Regions from separate parts of the Mus musculus genome. Here regions 1 and 2 are each linked to region 3. Evidence: chromatin contacts called from public Hi-C and HiChIP or PLAC-seq data. All regions are on one chromosome and are shown on one strand. The core of a region is the stretch at or near the end of the contact, and the rest is flanking DNA. Distances in the headings are between cores, read along the strand shown.

The links. Hi-C and Micro-C count contacts between places; a contact is called where the count stands out from the background. HiChIP or PLAC-seq counts read pairs in DNA pulled down with a chosen protein or histone mark.
Region 1: a contact with region 3 is called in an H3K4me3 HiChIP or PLAC-seq map of bone marrow-derived macrophages, with 6 times the contacts expected there. The contact joins two enhancer-like sites. A contact is called at or near these places in 2 of 484 Hi-C or Micro-C datasets (bone marrow-derived macrophages and liver), 3 of 115 datasets of contacts at active chromatin or transcription factors (bone marrow-derived macrophages, embryonic limb bud and stem cell-derived neural progenitor cells) and 1 of 9 other capture datasets (embryonic stem cells).
Region 2: a Hi-C map of bone marrow-derived macrophages shows a contact between it and region 3, with 24 read pairs. The contact joins two enhancer-like sites. A contact is called at or near these places in 1 of 15 datasets of contacts at CTCF or cohesin (pro-B cells), 17 of 484 Hi-C or Micro-C datasets (B cells, the BV-2 cell line, the C10 cell line and 11 more), 8 of 115 datasets of contacts at active chromatin or transcription factors (bone marrow-derived dendritic cells, bone marrow-derived macrophages, embryonic limb bud and 4 more) and 1 of 9 other capture datasets (embryonic stem cells).

What each region holds. Positions count from the first base shown.
Region 1 is chr4:55,804,114-55,806,813 of GRCm38.p6, reverse strand. No RefSeq gene overlaps it. Among named protein-coding and RNA genes, the nearest start is that of Gm34482, 150 kb to the left of the region's middle. Within about 2 kb of position 1,328, at least 28 of the 459 cell types and tissues checked have an H3K27ac peak or open chromatin away from gene starts, as enhancers often do. A contact at or near this core is called in bone marrow-derived macrophages, where this site is marked.
Region 2 is chr4:55,837,294-55,840,017 of GRCm38.p6, reverse strand. No RefSeq gene overlaps it. Among named protein-coding and RNA genes, the nearest start is that of Gm34482, 110 kb to the left of the region's middle. Within about 2 kb of position 1,412, at least 13 of the 459 cell types and tissues checked have an H3K27ac peak or open chromatin away from gene starts, as enhancers often do. A contact at or near this core is called in bone marrow-derived macrophages, where this site is marked.
Region 3 is chr4:55,513,455-55,516,154 of GRCm38.p6, reverse strand. No RefSeq gene overlaps it. Among named protein-coding and RNA genes, the nearest start is that of Klf4, 18 kb to the left of the region's middle. Within about 2 kb of position 1,309, at least 148 of the 459 cell types and tissues checked have an H3K27ac peak or open chromatin away from gene starts, as enhancers often do. A contact at or near this core is called in bone marrow-derived macrophages, where this site is marked.

The sequences.
Region 1 (2,700 bases), core at 79-2,578, 290 kb before region 3:
AGTTTCTCTCCCCTCAAGACAGCCAACAATCGAGTCAGGTACATTTCCTTCTAGAAGCTTCCTAAAAGGGAAAAGGCTCAGCGAGGTGGGAAAAGGGGGAAAGGCTACAAATTGGACCTCTCCATATGCCTGGGAGCTGACCGCTTCATCAAAAATGGGGCAAGTATTACTGAAATGTAAATGGCTTCCATTTGTTGCAGCCATGTGTCACGTTTATAGCCCAAAGACTCACTCCAAAGATGTAGGAATTTTTTTTAACATGGAAATCTGCTTCTGAAAACTGGAGAGATGGCTTAGCAGGTAGAGTGTTGGCTACACAAGCAGGAGGACCTGAGTTTAGATCCCAACACCCACATAAAATCTGGATCCAGCAGTGTGCTCCTGCAATCCAGTGCTGGGAAAGCAGACACTGTCTGCTCACTGGCCAGCCAATCAATTAGCCCCACACTCAAGGAGCAACTCTGTCACAAAACATAAGGTGGCAAGCAGAGGCTGGGATTATCCAGAGACAGGAGTCTACCAAGCCAACTTTAGGCATGTGGGATGTGAAATACAAGAGGAGGCTGGGCTGGATTCTCCGCCACCACGTTACCTCTCACCCCAGAACAAGCAGCTCTAAGACTCTAGAATCTTGGTATTTCTCATGAGCCAACTCAATACTATTGTCCTGTGCTTTCTAGTTCATTTCATATGACTTAGCACTGGCTTAAGGGAGCTTCTAGGTCTGTGGTGTCGCTAAAACCTGTGCAGTTCCCCTGTGGAATCAGTTGTTGGGAGCATAACTTAGAAGCAGGGTTCCATGGCCATTGTTGTTTGATGGACAGTGGGAGCCATTGTTGTCATTGTGCTTCACACACTCTCATTTGTCCCTTATAACTGAGAGCTTGCCACATCTGCTTCAAGAGACAAAGGTGACACCAGAACAGATTCATGGAAAATGTCAATCGCAACTGACAAAGCCAGCACTGTTTCACAACTATGCACTAAAGCGGCTTGCCACACGGACTTGCCTTATTTCGCTCCTGTTGGTGTTGGTCATTTTCTATAGAGTGACTAGTCCAAATTTAAAACATTCTGAGTTCACCAGTTTGCTGCATGCCCAGAGAGAGGGGGGAGGGAAAGAAAGAGAAGGAGAGAGGGGGGGAAAGAAAGAGAGAAGGGGGGAGAGAGAAAAGGGAAGGGGATGGAGGGGGAGAAGTCTATAGAAAAAAATTCAAGCATCAGAAACTCATATCTTGCTTCAGGCCTGCTCCTGCTTCCCCTGAATCGGGAACTGACTTCTCTGTGGCCCTCAAAGGGCCAGAACTGCCTATTTAGAGAACAGAAAGAGCAATGTCCCCTTTTAGAGAGAGAAGCTGCTCTGGCTACAGTGGGAAGGCAATGCTTCTGCTTTGTACCCTGTGAGCAGAAGCTGGTGATGCTTGGAACAAGCTGGGTGTCTCTGAACTCTAAATCCGAAGAGAACCTAGGCATGAAGGCATACAGGCAACTCTAGCACTCAGGAAGTAGAGATAGGAGGATCTGGATGGCAAGGCTATCTCAGGCTACCTAATGAGTTCAAGGCTAGCCCCAGCCACATGAGATTTTGTTTAAAAAAAAAAAAAAGCTAATTCATTAAATCCAAAGAGGCAATGGGAGACTGATCTTGCCCATAGAAGACAAATAATTCGGCCAATCTTAAACTCTGATAAAACCCAGTGGACTGAGCCATCATCACAATCATGATCCAATATATAACCAATTCATAAATGCTGACAGTACGTTTCAATAAAATAGTTCATCAGAATTCGTTCTAATCTAGTTCCAGCAAGCATATGGTCCAGTATAAGATAACATTTTTATGAGGAATTCTGAGAGTCTACCATGACTCAGTCAAGGGTGTGCCTGAAGAGTCACTTGACCATCCACATATTCACTCGCAAAAGGCCTGAGAACCTTTCACAAAGGAAGTGCAGGGCACGGTAAGGCAGCACAGCGGCATCTTAGGCACCCTGTCCATGAACCTTACATGTTGACACTCACTAATAGTGAAAATATGCACTGTAAACCGGTAAGGTCAGAGACAGGTGAAAGGCTCAACCTATAAGTCATCTTGACTTTCTTCATTACCATGGGTCCCAGGGTCCTGTGCTTTTTATTCACCCTCTAATTGCAAGTTTCATGTTTGGGATGATAAAACATGCACGTGTATGTGTACACATGTGAGAGCTTCATATGTGTGTGACGTCCAGAGGTCAGCCTCTTATGTCAGTCCACCCTTGTGCAAGACAGGGTCCCTCACTGGTCCAGGGATCACTACTTCGGCTATGATGGCTGGCTGGTGAGCCCCAGGAATACAGCTGTCTGTGCCTTTCCAGCACTGGATTATAAACACAATACCCAGTTCTTGCAAACACCATACCCAGTTCTTTCACCTATGTTCTGTGAACCAAATTCAAGTCTTTGTGCTGACAGAGTGAGTAACTTGACCAACTGAGCTATCTCCCCAGCCCCGAGGTAAAACATCTCTTAAAGTTGTACATAATATTCATGAGTACTTTACAGCACATTCCCTTGTGACCTCCCTCATCTCCTGCCCTACCAACAGCCTGCAGCCCAGTCTTTTTAGGCAGTTGTCATTCTCTAGGTTTCTTTAGCCTCCCAGGACCCTTTCGCTCCTCTCCTGGCCTCCACCTGGTGTTTCCCAGCAAGTGTCAAGAC
Region 2 (2,724 bases), core at 163-2,662, 320 kb before region 3:
AAACATACACATACACACATACCCTATGTATACACACATGCAATTACAGTAAATAACAGTTTAAAAAAATAAATGAATAGTCTAATCATGCTTTCACATCACCTGGTGGCTACTGAATAGGGACACTGGTAACTGAATCAGAAGGACGTCAGTGCAAAAGGTCCTGTATAACAGATATACAGAATGTAACTTTGATCTGAAGAGAAGAAAAGAGGTCTTCCTGAGTATGCTGGAATAGCCTCCTAAAACATGGCTATGCAAAATTAGAAGAGACAGAGGACACCCCCAGAAGTCTTGAAATCTGCCCAACATTGTACTATTTGATTGTCAGAGAGGGCTGGGGACAGCAGCCAAGCAGAAAGAAGCCAGTGGAGGTTGAAGCTATAGCTGGCTCCTCATGGGAGTGAACGGTGCTCTCTATGGGGTGGAAGCTGCTGCCTCCTTCCTCTGACTATGGTTAGTACTGATTCTAGAAACTGGTGTGCTAAGGCATGTTACATACAGAGGAATCTTGGAAAGACAGCACACCAAATGTGGTGCAATGCTCATGCTTTGGATCCCCAACCCCTACCAGTCAATATTGCTATCTCTACACAGCATGACACCATGACCATGAAACATCCCTATTGACACCTATTATTCTGGCACAACTGTTAATGGTTAATGGTATTGCTGTCAAATCGGTCCTCATCCTAATTAAGGCATCTTACAGGTGCTGCTTTGTGGCCCACACATTGTTCCCTGGATTTTCCTTCATCAACAACAAATCCTTTCTACAGCACATGCACTAAGGACCAGGTTGTCTGTGTGACCTGTTCTGTTCCCTAGTAGCTAGCCAAGGACTGGCTCAGACTGTGTATGCTGGAAATATTTACTGAATGGGACAAAAACAATTCAACCAGGCAATGCAGCGCCCCTATTGTGGACATCACCTTCTCTTCTTCGCCCTTTTTAAGGTCAGTGAATCCTAGGAGGAGCTGACTGTCCTCAGTGTTCCCATGCTGAGCATGGGTCTTAGACAAAGGCAGGAATATAAGCAGCAAGACTTTCTCTCTGTTGTCATCGAGGTCTACAGATTAGGGCAAGGTCTCCTCTTCCTACTGGGGGAGAAACCCCAGCTGTGTTTCTCATACCATGGAAGAAGTCTGAAGCTTCCTTTACACTGCTTTCTTCCAGTGTGCCTGGAAGCCAATGCCAAGTCCCTGGTTGACTAAAGCACTCTGCTAAGTCTGACGGTTGAGGATCTCACCATTGTTTTCTGCATATGCTCTACACATGTATTCCATCTCCTGGCACTTTATTAGTGACTTTTCTCATTGCTACGACAAAACACTGGACAAGAGCAAAATAAGGAAGAAAGAGGCTGATGCTGACTCATACATTGAGAGCACAGTCCATCATGGCAAGGGAGTCATGGGAGCAGGAGTGTGAGGTGGCTGGTCACATGGTTTCTGCAGTTAATAAGAAGCAGAGATGGATGAATGTTGGTGCTCAGCTAGCTTTCTCCTTTCCCTTTTTAATTCAGTCTGAGACCTCAGCCCATGGAGTGGTGCCATTCACACTGAGGGTGGGCCTTTCCTGCTCTCGTTTCTCTTTAGCTCCCTTAAAGACCAGAAATGTGACTCCTAGGCAATTCTACATCTAGTCAACTTCACAATAAAAAATAGCCATCACCAGCCTACCCCTTGCCAACTTGACACCTGAATGCATCCTATTTGGATCAGCTTCTTCTCAGTCAGTGTGCCTCAGCCTTACTGCCTCTGACTTTTAAACACAGGCAACTGCATCATCTGTCAGAGTCAGTAGGCCAAGGGAGGGTGGGCACAGAATACATACTTCTTACAAGTTCCCAGGTGACATTGATATAGGCTGTCTGGGAACACCATTTGGGAATCCCTGTTCTTGATCCTCCTTGGAAAAGAGCTAGCTCCCCCCCCCCCCCACCGCCCAGAAGCTCAAAGTAACCAACTTCTTTTGGGCTGGATATTGTAATCAACTGGTTCTCTGGGAATTCAGCAGCATTTTTTGGCACCACTCACATGATTCTCAGGCAAAATCAAGGCTTCTCCAAAGCTTATTTTCCCCAAACCCGACTTCCACCATCCCTTCTGCCAATCCCAGCTGTCCTGGTCTGAGCTGTGAGCACCGTTTGCTTCCTCACATTCTCAGGATGTATTTTTTCCACCACCACAGTGAATTCATCTTTATGAGGTGGGAGGTAAGAGCTGGCAAGATCCTAATTTGTGTCACCTCCCAACAGTACCCTTTAAACACTTGCTCAATATTTATTTAGGGAGGTGGTGTGGATAAAAAATGATTTTCTCTTAATATAAATTTTATTCAGGCAGGTTCTTATAATTCAATCCCATGGCCAACAACTGTCCAATGCTCATAAAATATTGATAAAAGGGGAAAACAGGTATTTCCTATTTTCTGTGGTTCTTGAACTTAGTATTCAGTTGCTTTTTTCACAAAAAGCCAATAAACTACTTAAGGGGACTACTAAGAATTTTTAATTTAGATAAGAAAATGAATCATCAAAGTAAAGAATGTTACATCCACACACTCTGGTTCCAGCAGCTCAGCTGACTAATCTTGCCTGAGCATGTCCCTCTAAACTACTTAGAAGAACCAGGCAATTACTTGCAAGGCTTTTAGAAAACAAAACAAAACAAAACAAAACAAAACAAAACAAAACAAAACAAAACAAAACTACCCTACTTC
Region 3 (2,700 bases), core at 60-2,559:
ACCCCTGATGATGGGTTTCGGGAGATAAACTTTCCAGTCAGCAGACTCCAATTGAGAAGACAATGGATTGGAGATGCAGAGATTAACAGGAGTTTGGGTGATGAACGATTACTCCTATCTGGTCTGTGTGAAATGAAAGGAGCTTGCAGCATCCCCAGATAGGAGTTGTTTGGGTTTCAGGCCCATAATACCCTCCCTCTCTCCACAAAGGATTAGACCCTCTCTGAACAAAGCTAGAACAGAATCGTGTGGGTCGGCCAGACTCTGGGCCTTGACCTTGCTCTGCTGTTTCTGGTCACGTGCCACTTGTTTGGGATTTTGTTTTTCTGTGTTCTTCCGAAGGGCGACTTTCCCAGCGTCAAGAGCCTTTTCAAAGTCACAAGCGAATCATCCCTTAGTTCTTCCAGGCCGCTTTGGCAGGCTTTCTCTACCTTCCCCAAACAGGACCAAGCTCCTATATAAAATTCATAAAATTCTTGGCAGGAAAGAAACCCTCCCATTGGAATGAACAGATGTTGGGCGAGTAACTTTGCCATGATGAGTTGTTCCTAATACTGTAGGTCTAAAACGTGTGAGGATGTTAGCTTGTATTTTAATGAATGTCAACAAGTTCTGGGCAGTTCTTCCATCGCTATCTGTGGCACACACATAACAATCACACACCTGAATTTCTACAGAGTCCTTGGGGATTGGAAAGCTATGAAAAAGCGAAAATGGAAATCCAACGTGCATGCTGATGTATTATTATAAGCTAACTCTCAGAAACACCTTTCCTCTCTGCCCAGCACCTGGATGGTCTACGTGCTTCTCCTGAGGCAATTAGCTTTGGGGGAATCAGCAGAGACGACCAGGGTCCCCACCCCGGAGACTGGAGTGTCAGTTGCCTGGGCTTCTGCTGGCTGCAATGCAAGCCCAGAACCAGCCTATCCACTTTGGGATTCAAAGTCGGAAATAGGGTTCCCTGTGGGGTGGGATGCGGTGCGAGCCGCTCCGCTACAGCTGGCGGAGGAGACTTGGGACTGGACTGGAAAGCGGCGCATGCGCGACCCAGTGAGCATCGGGCTCCGCCTGGAGTCCCCGCTGAGGGCAGTTCTCGCTCTGCCGGAGCGCACCAACGTATTCCAGGTCCCCTGCCACGCCCGGAAGAACTCCTTAGCGTCCCTGTTCCTCTCCAAGAGGAGGTGGAATGGAAGATCGTAGGGTGTGGCTGGCGGAAGAGCCGATCGCCCAGAGTCCGCGACGCTCTTGGGCGGCCCCGGTGCCCGGGAGGCCTGAGGGCTTGAGCTGGAGGCGGGTGCGGCGCGGTCTGCAGCGCCTCCCGCCGGTCCTCTTGCAGTAACGCGGCCGCAGGAGGGAGAGCCTAGACCCAAGCCCTAGACTGACTCTTGTACGGGATTTCTCATTTTGACTCTCATCAGTACTTGGTTTGGGGCTCCTGAAACTTGATTCCCAGGCCTCTTCTTGGCGGATGAATACTGGGAGGTCGTACGATCATTTCAGAGAAGGAGTGGGTGGGCTGCAGACGAGGACAGGGTTCTGGGTTTGTTTCTTATCGTTTTGGTACCAAGGATTAAAGACAGGATTTTGTGCATGCTACGTAGGTCTTGGACAGCAGAGCTACAACCCCCCTCATTTACCTTCCCACAGAGAAGAAATCCGACTGCCCAGGTGGGATACTGTCACCTGTGGCTGTAAACTCAACTGTCTTCTCTCTGAACTTCATTTCCTCGTTGCAAAATAGTAATGATCTTATCTGCTTCCCAAGTAAGAAATGCAAAGCCCCTAGCTGTGACATCAGCTGTCAGGGCCCAAGAGCAACAGTACTACACACACACACACACACACACACACACACACACACACACACACACACACACAAAACAGGTGCAAAGAGAGACTTTACTCCTCACACAGTCAACCAGCAGATCCAGGGTCCTTTTTTGACAACACATAGCAGATGCTCAGCGGTCTATAGATCTTTGCCTGTGGCAGTCATGTTTGCTCACTCAGGCAGCTTGCAATGCAGAAAACTAGGTTTTTAAGTGGAGTTGGGGCGGTGGCTTATATGCTGCAGCTCCTGTAATAAGGTCAGAGTACAACTTAATTTTCCCCATTTCTTTCCTTATTTAGTGTGTGTGTGTCATCTCAGACAACGTGTGCTACTGTGTTCTCAGACACTTAAGAGGGAAGAAAGTACCCACTAAGCCACATCTCAGCCCATGTAGGAAGCTCGGACTACTGGGACCATGTGCTCTCATTTCTCCTTAACACCTCTCCCACACACATCTCACATTCTTTCTGAAGTGATCGTGTTAGAAAGTGTTAGTGTACACAGACTTACCAGTTGCCAGAGGTCTTTATCCTATAACTTCCCTTGGACCCAGTACAGCAGGCACATCTCTCAGGGTGAGTTACTAGTTCCCGCTGGAATGGAGCAGTGTGCAGATTTGGTGGATTGGGGAGAGCTTGCCTTCACGCCCTTTCCCAGACTTTGACTTTATCAGAGGATACCTCCTGGGACACCTGCCACTTGTGTGCTCTCGCTAAAGGTTGGCACTTTGCCTAGAGAGGGGGGAATGGGTCTTCTTGGACATGTTCTTTTTCAGTCCTGTTCTGGGGCATCTAATTCAACAGTCAGCGTGAACGGAGACAAGAGTCACCATGGAAATCTATTAGGAGTTTTTATGTGTTTGTTTGCTT